Linked DNA regions of Rattus norvegicus: regions 1 and 2 are each linked to region 3. A link is a contact called in public Hi-C data. All regions are on one chromosome and are shown on one strand. Each heading gives the region's core, a stretch centred on a gene start, on an enhancer-like site or on the middle of the called end of the contact. The rest is flanking DNA. Distances are from core to core; before and after follow the strand shown.

Region 1 (3,476 bases), core at 100-2,599, 300 kb before region 3:
TAACAAACAAAAATAATGCCCCTCAAAACACTCTTCCAAGTAACTGACAGGTTAGTTATGTGTGGTAGCTAGCTCATACTTGTAGTCTTCTCTCTTGGAGGCTGAGGCAGGAGAATAGGTGTTACTGTAAAATTATAAAAAATACCGTCTTTTATCCCGCACTAGATCCGGCACGGAGGAGCCCCATGACATCTGGTAGACATCTTCATCTCAGTCAGCAAAGCCTCTCACCCGCTCTGCTCCATCCCATATCACACTACCGGTGGCTACTCTCTGAGCCTGTCAGCAATCTCTCTACCCATCCAGTTCCCAAGGCAGGCTGCCACCATGCCAGACATACACATCCCAATTTCATGGTGGGCTAGCGTGTCTAGCCACCACACGCTCTCTTGAATTTGAATTGCCACATGAAAGAACACACAACACCGGGGCTGGGGATTTAGCTCAGTGGTAGAGCACTTACCTAGGAAGCACAAGGCCCTGGGTTCGGTCCCCAGCCCCGAAAAAAAAAGAACCAAAAAAAAAAAAAAAAAAAAAAAGAACACACAACACAATAACCTCTGATCCAATTGATAAGATATAATTTGCTCATCTAGACATACGAAGCCCTGTACACATCCATCCCTTAAGAATATTCATAACAACCTGTAAATGTGCAGAGAGGAATCTTAACATCAGCCTCCATGTTCTCTCAGCTGCCTCTCCTTTCTCTTGTTTCAGTCTCCTCCCCTTTCTAAAACTTTTCTCCCGCCCATCCTTCCTTCTCGTCCAGTAACAGGCCTCGTTCTATCTTGTACCTGCCTTCACCTGCATAATGACATCATCCTACAAATAGATGTGAGTTTGAGCTAGCCTGGGGGCACATAATGAGTTCTAAGCCATCCTGGGCTACTTAGAGAGACTTGTCATAGAAGCCTGAAGCCACTTGAACAATGGCACTTCCTAAGGATATGCAGCAATGGTTGCCTGTGATTTCATGTCGCATACTTGGCAGGAGTTCTGTGACCTTGTAGATAATTTTTCCTGTCCAAACATCTAAGCATGGATCTACAAGCTCCTGTCGTGTTCCTTTTAAAGACCAAAAGGCTTCTCAGCTATGCCAGTTGTTTATTGAGAGAGTGCCAGAGAAGGGACAACAATGTCTTCAGGTCTCCTTCAAGGAAAGGGTGCTGGCTAGGTCAATGCTCCTAGAGAGACTCACTTCCTGGCTTTACTCTGAGAGAAGTGAAAGTGGTGACTCTCTCCCAGCCTGTCATGGAAGCTGCAAGCCTTCTTTATGAACAGCAGCTTTGAGATGCTGATGCAGAGGACTAAGTCACTAATGGCCACTGGGGGGCGATATCACCACATCAATACTAAGTGCTACTCTTGCTTCTACGGCGTCCAAGGCACCGAATAAACTTAGGTGGATGATCTGGTGCTACTGTCTACGTTACAATTAAGTACTAATCCACTAATTATGTCTCCTCTCAAAGTAACAGTAATAATCAGGGGAAGCAGCCCATACAGCGGGGCAGACTTCTGAGCAGGGAGCGTTTACTCCCTTTTTCCTGTTTCCCTTTCACAGGGGAATCTTCTGGAGAAAGGGAGAAACGACTAGGCTGCAGGTGGAGATGCCTAAGAGGCAAAGTTTATCAATAAACGTGAGACCAGTCACAAGGTGATCCTCCCAGCGTCCTTCTCAAAGAAACACGACTGGAGTCGGACGTTTGGAGTCCTATCTAAGAGCTCTGTCTGTCCTTCAGCTCCTGCATGAGTCTGCTACATGTAATATAGGCTTCTTAAGTTCCTAATGTAGGCTTAGGCACTGTGTTCTGCAGAGATAGCAGTATGACACAAGTGTAGTCCCTGGCCCAGGCTACCACAATGGATTAATTATCAACCCTCTACTCGCAAATTCCACACATGATATGAAGAGAATAAGTGTCTGCAAGATGGTCTCCTATGGGGGAGGGATGGTCAGAAACTGATATCTGAGAGACAAATGAAGAACCAACTCAGGGAACAGTGCTCTAGGTTGACCCCAAGGAAAGCTGGACTGACTAGAGAGATGTGATGTCCTTTAATGGCAGGATACTCTCCAGATAATGTTAAGAGTCTGAGATCTATTTTATTCAGAAAATTAAATGTCGATCGATCCATTAATGTTTCTGTAAGGTCAGCCTGGCTTCTGTTTTGGGGAAATGTTTGGAAGGGAGCTGGAGTCAAAGCAGGAGGAATGGAGAGGAGACAGGGAGAGAGTCTCGTCACCTGGAGACGCGTGACAAGTGCTTCACAGGGAAGAGAGAGAGGACAAAACAGATCCCAGACACACAGTGAGCAAAGCAGGTGAGGCAGGAGCTGGGTGTCAAAGGTGACCATTTAGCATCTAGCATGGGATGTGGTGGAAGGAGGTCACATTTACTGAACCAGGGAAGGGAGGATGATGAACAGAAGAGGAGCCAGGGCTCAGTTTTACGCATGATCATTTCGGATGCCAGGAGAGATTCAAGTGGGGGAGTAAGGAGCTAAGGGGGATGATGTAAGGCAGAGACTCAGTTCTGGGAGTCACCCGTGAAAAGCCCCAGAAATAGATGAGATTGCCTCTAGGGACAGTACAGCAAGTGTACGAAGAACCCAGGAGGACCAGCTAAGGACCAGACTGAGAAGCAGCACTTGCAGAGAGTGGGGACCTGTGGAAACAGAGGGAAGATCTTTTCAGATGGAGTCACTTGTGTCCGGAGAACTTACACAGTACAATGAAGAGCCCCTCGGTGACTCAAAAGCATTACCAGTTAATCCAGAGGATGTAGAATTCAGCTTAGGGTTTGAAAAGGAAATGGCACATGAGGAAGTGATCCGTAGATGTTATATTGGATTTCCACAGCTGCTATTGAATGCTGGTTATATACAACCAAAAGGTTGAAGGATTTTTGTCTATGGTCATTTGACTTGATGGGTTTGGGCAGAAGCCCAGGGCACTGGGATTTCTTTGTTACACTGCTGACAGGAAGTGCAGGGAAGCAGACAGGAAGAGCTATGGGAAAATATACCTCAAAGGGTTGGGGTCTGGTGACCTACTTCCTATAGCCAGGCCCAACCTCCTAAGGTTTTCAGAAATTCCTCAAATAGCGCCACCAGCTGTGTGTTCACTCATGAACCCGTTCAGGGAACATTTCATATCGAACCATAACAGATGGGTTATGGATTTAGACTCGAGAGGTAAAATTTTAAAACTTGGAAGGACGCTTTCGGGATTTCAGAACACTAAACGTATTTTTAAACACACAAGTAGAGAACAACTGTACAGGATAAGAATGATAAATACAACTTTTAGTGTTTAAAGTTAAGAACTGTTTCATGGAGGCTTGTGGTCCGAGTTCTGCCTTGCGGCTGGGGTGGGTGCAGACAAAGGGGAGGTGCTAGGCTACATTCCGTCTTCACCACCATCAGGGTGCACGGATGGTAGAAAGGAGCCTAAAATGGGGGCCCTAGCC
Region 2 (3,578 bases), core at 245-2,744, 380 kb after region 3:
CAGAGAAGCGGCAAGTGTGTGTGTGTGTGTGTGTGTGTGTGTGTGTGTGTGTGTGTGTGTGTGTGTCTGCTGGCAGTCCTCCCTGTGGGGGAAGGAGATTCTCCATCTCCCCACAATGCCTTTTGGGAATTACTCATCCAAAAAGTATAGAAGTACAGACAGTAAGACCAGGAACCGAGCTTAACCCTTGCCAAGAAATGCCACGCTTGAGTTTCACATCCAGCCCTTCTGAGCGTTCTCTCTGTGTGGAATCACTCTCGGATCCTTTTGATGTGAATGGAATCCTGTCTTAGGAATGGTTATGAATATGGCCCTGTCTCTTAAGCAAAGAAAGACGATGAACTTTCAAATAGCCATGCAGATGTGAGAGAAAGAAAAGCCCAGCTGTTTGACAGGAGGGGTGGTTTGAAAGGGGAAGGTTGATGTCATCACAGGACCAGGAGCTGATTGCTGGGCAGCAGTGAAGGGATAGCTGCAGAATCCTACGGATCACGGTTAGCATTGATTGAGCTATTGGACATTATACCAAGCTCTGTGCAAGTCAGTGTCTCCCCTTTTGATCAGCAGAGACATTACTGATAAAATTACACATCGGGTAAGTAATTATCTCCCTAAACAGGGCGTATGCATTATTCAAATAAAATAAAAATTGCATTAAGGAGGAAAGGGAATTTTAGAAGATGATGTAGTCAGGTAGAAGTGAAAGCTTGGATTGGAACCTGCCCTTTCCTTGACCTTACACCGTGGTTGACCATATCCTTGTCATTACACCGAAGCTTTGGGTCCTTCCTCATCGGTTGCAGCCACACAGGATGGGACACATCGGCAGTCTCAGCATTCAGGGGAATAAGGAGAACCAGGTCAGCCGGAACAGCAGGAGAACCTGTTATGGGGAGAAAAGGGTGTGTGTGTGTGTGTGTGTGTGTGTGTGTGTGTGTGTGTGTGTGTGTGTGTGCCTGCAGACAGACAGGGAGAGAAAGATCACATCAGTGTCACCTCCCTATCATTATTTAACAATAGCGTTAACATTTTGTATTGATATTTTATGGAGAAATGTTTCATGAGCGCTACAGGAAGCTGGGTTACAGGACATGGCGAAGAGCTGAACACAGCAGAATTACTTCCTCCCCTTTCTGACAATGCTGCCCTGATGAGTAGACTCCTTGCCCTAGCAGTCTTGGGGCTGTGGCCACATGGAAGGCCACCTTCCCCTGTCCTTAAAGCAGTTTGCATTAGACCAGATCAAGATCCCTGAAGGTTCCCGTGACCCTTCCCAGCCGTCCAGCCTAAGTGGTGGATCACGTGGGCACTTGGGAAGCTGGCACAAGGGACACTGGAAAGCTCGATCGTTTTTGCTTCCACACTGAAACCAGGAAAAGTCCTGACAGAAAGGCATTTCCAGCTTTTCTCAAAAAAACTCTGACCCAACCTCTTGGGACCTGTTTGGATCCAGATGGTCATTTTCCTGTCTTAAGCCTTTCCAGGAATTCCAGAGTGGGCAGGCAGCCAAAGGACACTGGCCACAACGAGCTGCAGCCGCATTCTCCCTGTGAGAGCAGCTTCTACAGATGTCTCAAGCCAGATGTTTGCCTCGTCCCCTCCATCCTGGTCCAGACTCATGCCCCTGGACTCATCACACATCTGTAATCCCAACACCCAGAAGGCAGAGGCAGGAGAATCAGAAATCCAAGGTCATCCTCAGCTACATTGCATATCTGTGAGCCAACCTAGGCTACCTGAGATCCTGTCTCAAAAAAAAAAAAAAAAAAAAAAAGTCCTAGACTTCTTCGTTTAAACCATTTGTAAGCCAGAGCTCTCCAAACTAATCTAATTGAGCTATTAAAACCAAGGCCGGGCATTTATTTTTATTCTCATTAATCTTAATTTTCTTGTTCTATGCCATCACTTCCAGCCTGAGGATATATTTGCATATTAATCACAACACACTAAATATCCCCTCCAGCCTTCTGCTACCTCTAAAGATGATAACCAAAACACTAATGAAATGGTGAGCAGTGCAGAGCCGAAGAGAGTGTGGGAAGCCCTGTCCTAGGTCCTGTGCTGACACAGCATCGAAGGCCCACTGAAGAGACGAGACGTGAAGTGGCGAATACAGACCCACTTCCTCTGAGGCAAGCCCAGTCAGTCAACCCCGAGGCTGTCTCATTATGACAGTTGCCTCATTCCTGCATACTCCAAGGATGTTGTGTTAACCAAACTGAAGGACCTCTGTCTATAGCATCCAGAATTTCTTCTGGTGATAGAGTCAAATGGGAAGGCTTGAGGTGAGGACCCCAAGAAGTCTCACCGTGTCCTCTGTCATTAACCAAGGGTCCCATCTCTTAGCGTGGTTAAGTATCACTTATCCAAAGAATTTAGGACAAGAAGTGTTCTTCATTTACTACCTTCTCAGTTTTAAATATTTTTGCACGTAAGACGAGATCTTAAGAATGGGACCCAAACGTGTATTTGAGCTTTACCGATGGAGAAAATCACCTTTGTTTTATGTAAGATTTTTAGTGAACCTACCTTGTGACTCAAATCCACCATGTGAGGCCAGGTGTGGAATTGTTCACTTGTGTCCTGGGGCTGCACACAGACTTGGGGATTTGGGGAACATTTGGTGCTTGGGATTTGCAGGTTTGCAGTGGTGAAGCCGGCCTAATTTTGATGAGCCTTCTCCATTCCTTCCTCTTGTTTGTGCAAGCCGGGTGAGGGGGGGGGGAGTCCAGCTCACTCACACTGAGAATGTCAGGATCGTGTGTGTAGAGACAGCGTCATCACGTATTCCTCACCCTTGAAATGTGTTTTTTTAAGGCCGTGTGTGTCGAATTCTAGAAGCACCTTCCATTCCAAGCAGCCAGTTGCTATTTACAGACCTTAAAACCGGCGGCCACCCATCCTCACATCACCAGCACAGAAGGATCTTGTCACTTCTCAGACAGGATAGTAGGGGAAAAAATGGAACCAAACTTGAGCAAAAGCATCATGAGTCCTAAAGGCATACCCAGCCTGCAGACCACGGGTGACCCTTACACCTTTGAATGTGACCAATACAAAATTAAAAAGTTCTTAAAACATCAGATTTATTTTGAGGAGGAAATATTGTGGGGGAAAAAAATCCCAGCAGTTCCGAAGTGTGAACTTTCTGAAGTGTGAACTTTCTAGGTTAAAAATTCTATGTCACAATGTCAAACAGTGGGACAGGCCTACAAATTTAAATCATCTTCTGTACAGATTTTGAGGTGTGTGTGTGTGTGTGTGTGTGTGTGTGTGTGGAGAGAGAGAGAGAGAGAGAGAGAGAGAGAGAGACATAAAAGAAGAAACAACTATTAGTATTTTAGTATTTTGGGGAATGGAGGAGAGCAGTATGAAAGAAGGGAGGGAGGGAGGGAGGGAGGGGGAGGGAGGGGGAGAGAGGGAGGGAGGGCGGGCAGTGTGCAAAAATAGAACAAAATATATTGACATATGTGTAATGAAAATGTCAGTGAGCCCCACTGCATGGTAGTGTGGCATGGCGCCCCCTAGTGGCTTAGTGAAAACCGCAGGATCCAGTACCACTTTGTGCCTCTGTGAAG
Region 3 (3,283 bases), core at 327-2,826:
TAGTTCTATTTAAACAACCGTGGATGTGTGCACGGTGTTTCAAAACCTGAGAATAGATTTGTATCCTACACACACACACACACACACACACACACACACACACACACACACACACACACACACACGGCATTTCTTTTTTAACTTCTGAAGTGCGGGCTCCACAATACAGTAGTTTAAAAGCTCACACGTTTCTCTCGGTGACTCTGTACGCTGCTTCAGATAGTGACTAACTGTTAGGTCCTACGTAAACTGAGCCAAAAGGTCTCTCAAATCCAGCTACAGTCAATAGTAGTGGCTTCCAGCGAGACCAAGGGATCAAGTTTCCAGACTCTTAGTTTTAAGCACCTGAAAGAGGTCAGATGCTGGCCTGACACCTACTGGTCTTCAAGAATTATCTGCAGCAAAGAGATCGCCACACCGAGCGACCCTCCTGGGGAGGTGCGGGCTCTTCCTTCGGATGCCACACCTGTTGGCAAGGTGCACTCCTCCGGAGAAGATTCCTTCCCACGGAGCTCACACCCGGCTGAGGTGTAGCCGGAGGGGGCGGGTGGGGACTCCGCGTCTGCGTTTAGCCACCGGGCCAAGGTGGGAAGTTCTTTCGCCTTGGATTCCCGAGAACCACCATCCACTGCTCAGTGCACGGGTTACCTCACTTGAGATGAGATGAATGGTCCACAGTTAGCTGTGAGGAGTGAGCAGCAGTTCGGTTACCAGGGCTAGAGCTGAGACGTTCGATGCTCATAGCAGATTTCTAGACCAGCAGAATTTGAAAGGAGGCCCAGGAGGTCGCCAGCTTGTCCAGGCAGGAAAGGTGAGGGTGCCGGTGCAAGCTGGGGAAGCCTGAGAACTTTCCGGAGTTGCAAGCCAAGGCAGAAGGCACCGGCCTAGCATCGGGTGGCTCAGGACTGGCGGGCTGGCTAGTTAACCGCGGGGATACAAAGAGTCCTCTTAGATGCTCACCAGGGGCACCCTGGGTGCTTCGTAATTAGAATCAGCCGACTTCCCCGCCCCCTTGGGTATTTTACCAGGTGGGAGTCAAAGCCTGACACCCGTTGCTCTGAGTCTCCCAGGTTGCCTGAGTTGCACCCTGCACTCACCCTGTCCCCCTCCAACTAGGTTGCAGGGAGCCGGGGAGGCGCGCGAGCACCGATCGGTCACCACTCCAATGACCTCATCGCCCCAACTTCCCCGCCCCTTTCTCAAACCTGGAAGGCACAGTTCCCTCCGGTCGGTGTCCGGGATCTGGAGTCGCAGTTGCGGAGAGACACCCGGCCTCCCCTGGAGCGAGCGCTGCCCCAGCCCGGGTGCATAGAAGGGTTAAGGGCGCGGGCCGGCAGCCGCGCCGTGCGCTCGCCGTGCTCTGTGCGGCTCGCCGGGCCGCCTGCCAGAGGGTGCCTCTCCCCCCCCCCCCCCCCATGAAGTCGGATCCTTGAGCTGCGGCGGCGGCAGCCAACTGCTCCATATTTGGCTTCTATTACACATTTACATACTGGAGCGAGCGAGCGAGCGCGAGAGAGAGCGCGAGGGAGGGAGGGCGGGCGGAGGGAGGAGGGAGGGGAGGGGGGAGGAGGAGGAGGAGGAGAGAGCAGAGTATACCGCAGACATCATTTCTACTACAGTGGAGGAGCCGTACAGGACCTGTTTCACTGCAGGGGGATCCAAAACAAGCCCCGTGGAGCCGCAGCTAGAGCTACAACAGCCGCAGGACACTGTGTCTCTCCCTCTGTTCCCCCTTCCCCACGCAACCCCAGATCCATTTACACTTTACAGTAAGTGGCTATTTTTTTTCCTCCTCTGATTCTTTCTCTCCCCCCTCCCCCTCCCCCCGATTTAGATTAAAATCACCTCCTCCCGCACCCCAATCCGCTCTCTCCGGAGAGGGGGCCAAAGAAACATCCAGCATAAAACCCCCCTCCCCCAGTCTCAATGGGCTGCACGGAAAACAGCTGGAAGAGGAGCGAAGGAAACCGACGCGTCGTGGTGTGTGTGTGTGTGTGTGTGTGTGTGTGTGTGTGTGTGTGTGTGTGTGTGTGTGTGTGTGGTGTGTGTGCAGGCGCGCGCGAGTGTATGTGTGACTGTGTACATACACCAGTGCCCGGCTCCTGCCTCCCGGCTCGGGACCCCCACTGGGAGCAGGAGCGGCTAGCAAGGGGAGCAGCTAGGGGCTGGGTGGGCGGCCGCCAGGAGAGGGGGCGCGCCCGGGCGGGGGGCGCGGGTGGGGAGAACGGCGGCGCCCCGCTCCGGCTGCTGCTGGTCCGGCGGCGGCGAGCGCATAGAGCCCCGTCCTCCTCCTTCCGTGTGGCGTAGGGGGAGGCGGCAGCCGCGGAGGGTCGCGCTGCCCTCTTCACTCCTCAACAGCCCCCCTCCCGAGTGGGGGCGGCGAGCGCTGCGGGGGCTCGAGGGAGGGCTGGGCTTCCCCGCCCGGGGTCGCCTAGCTTGAGAGAGGCAACCCCGAGCTTGGGGTCTCCCCGCCCAGGCCAGCGTCTCGGGGCCAGGAGGGGACCTAGAGGGGACTTGCAGGAGGCTCGGGGGCGCGGAGAGGTGGCGGCTCAGGGGGCAAGGGCACGCGGGCCATCGCAGCGCAGTGGGAGAGGCGACAGGGACCGGCCCTAGCTGCAGCCGCCACCGCCGCCCTGTTGGTGCGGCCGCTTCCTGATCCAAAGCAGCAGCAGCAGCAGCGGCAGCCGCCGCCACCGGAGCTGGAGCCGGGAGCCGGGAGCCGGGAGCCCGCGAGCGCCCCAGCTCGGCCCGGCGTCCCTGCCGGCGCCCGCGGCAGTAGCGGAGGAGCTGCGGGCGCTGCCCTGCGCCGGGACTGCTCTCCTGCGCGGCGGCAGGGAGGGTGAATGAAGACGGGAGGAGGGGAAGGAGGAGGCGGCGGCGGAGGAGGCGCTGCGGGGATTGGGATGTGCCCCGGAGCCCCGCGGCTCGTTCACTCGGGGCCCGAGACGCCGCCACTGCCCGGGCTGCCGCCGCCGCCGCCGCCTCCTACGTGGTTGCAGCCGAGCGCGCAGGCCAGTCCCGCAGGGGGTAGGGAAGGGGCCGGACGGGCGGAGCGAGAGGTGAGGCGGGGTCGGAGAGCAGGGAGTAAGTGCGTGTGAGTGTGTAGGTGCGTGTGTGTGTGTGTGTGTGTGTGTGTGTGTGTGTGTGTGTGTGTGTGTGTGTGTGCGTGCGCGTGTGTTCGCGCGCCGGGCGGGGGGCCAGGACCATCGCGATGGGGAGTGGGGTCCACAGTGGTCCCTTAGCTGACTCTGCAGCCCTTCGACCTCTCTTTAGCCACCTCCTT

What was found. A called contact is a pair of places that touch in the nucleus more often than the background predicts.
Region 1: a contact with region 3 is called in a Hi-C map of frontal cortex, with 2.6 times the contacts expected there. The contact joins the enhancer-like site here to the promoter of Atxn1 in region 3. A contact is called at or near these places in 6 of 12 Hi-C or Micro-C datasets (the A7r5 cell line, Schwann cells, frontal cortex and 3 more) and 1 of 1 datasets of contacts at active chromatin or transcription factors (oligodendrocytes).
Region 2: a Hi-C map of the A7r5 cell line shows a contact between it and region 3, with 5 times the contacts expected there. The contact joins the enhancer-like site here to the promoter of Atxn1 in region 3. A contact is called at or near these places in 4 of 12 Hi-C or Micro-C datasets (the A7r5 cell line, liver, mammary epithelial cells and 1 more).

What each region holds. Positions count from the first base shown.
Region 1 is chr17:18,644,647-18,648,122 of GRCr8, forward strand. No RefSeq gene overlaps it. Among named protein-coding and RNA genes, the nearest start is that of Stmnd1, 20 kb to the left of the region's middle. Within about 2 kb of position 1,350, at least 2 of the 93 cell types and tissues checked have an H3K27ac peak or open chromatin away from gene starts, as enhancers often do.
Region 2 is chr17:19,325,452-19,329,029 of GRCr8, forward strand. All of the region lies in intron 7 of Atxn1 (ataxin 1), which reads left to right. Among named protein-coding and RNA genes, the nearest start is that of Gmpr, 68 kb to the right of the region's middle. Within about 2 kb of position 1,495, at least 8 of the 93 cell types and tissues checked have an H3K27ac peak or open chromatin away from gene starts, as enhancers often do. A contact at or near this core is called in the A7r5 cell line and liver, where this site is marked.
Region 3 is chr17:18,942,193-18,945,475 of GRCr8, forward strand. It overlaps Atxn1 (ataxin 1), which reads left to right and starts at 1,577. Exons shown (of 9, transcript NM_012726.3): 1 at 1,577-1,769.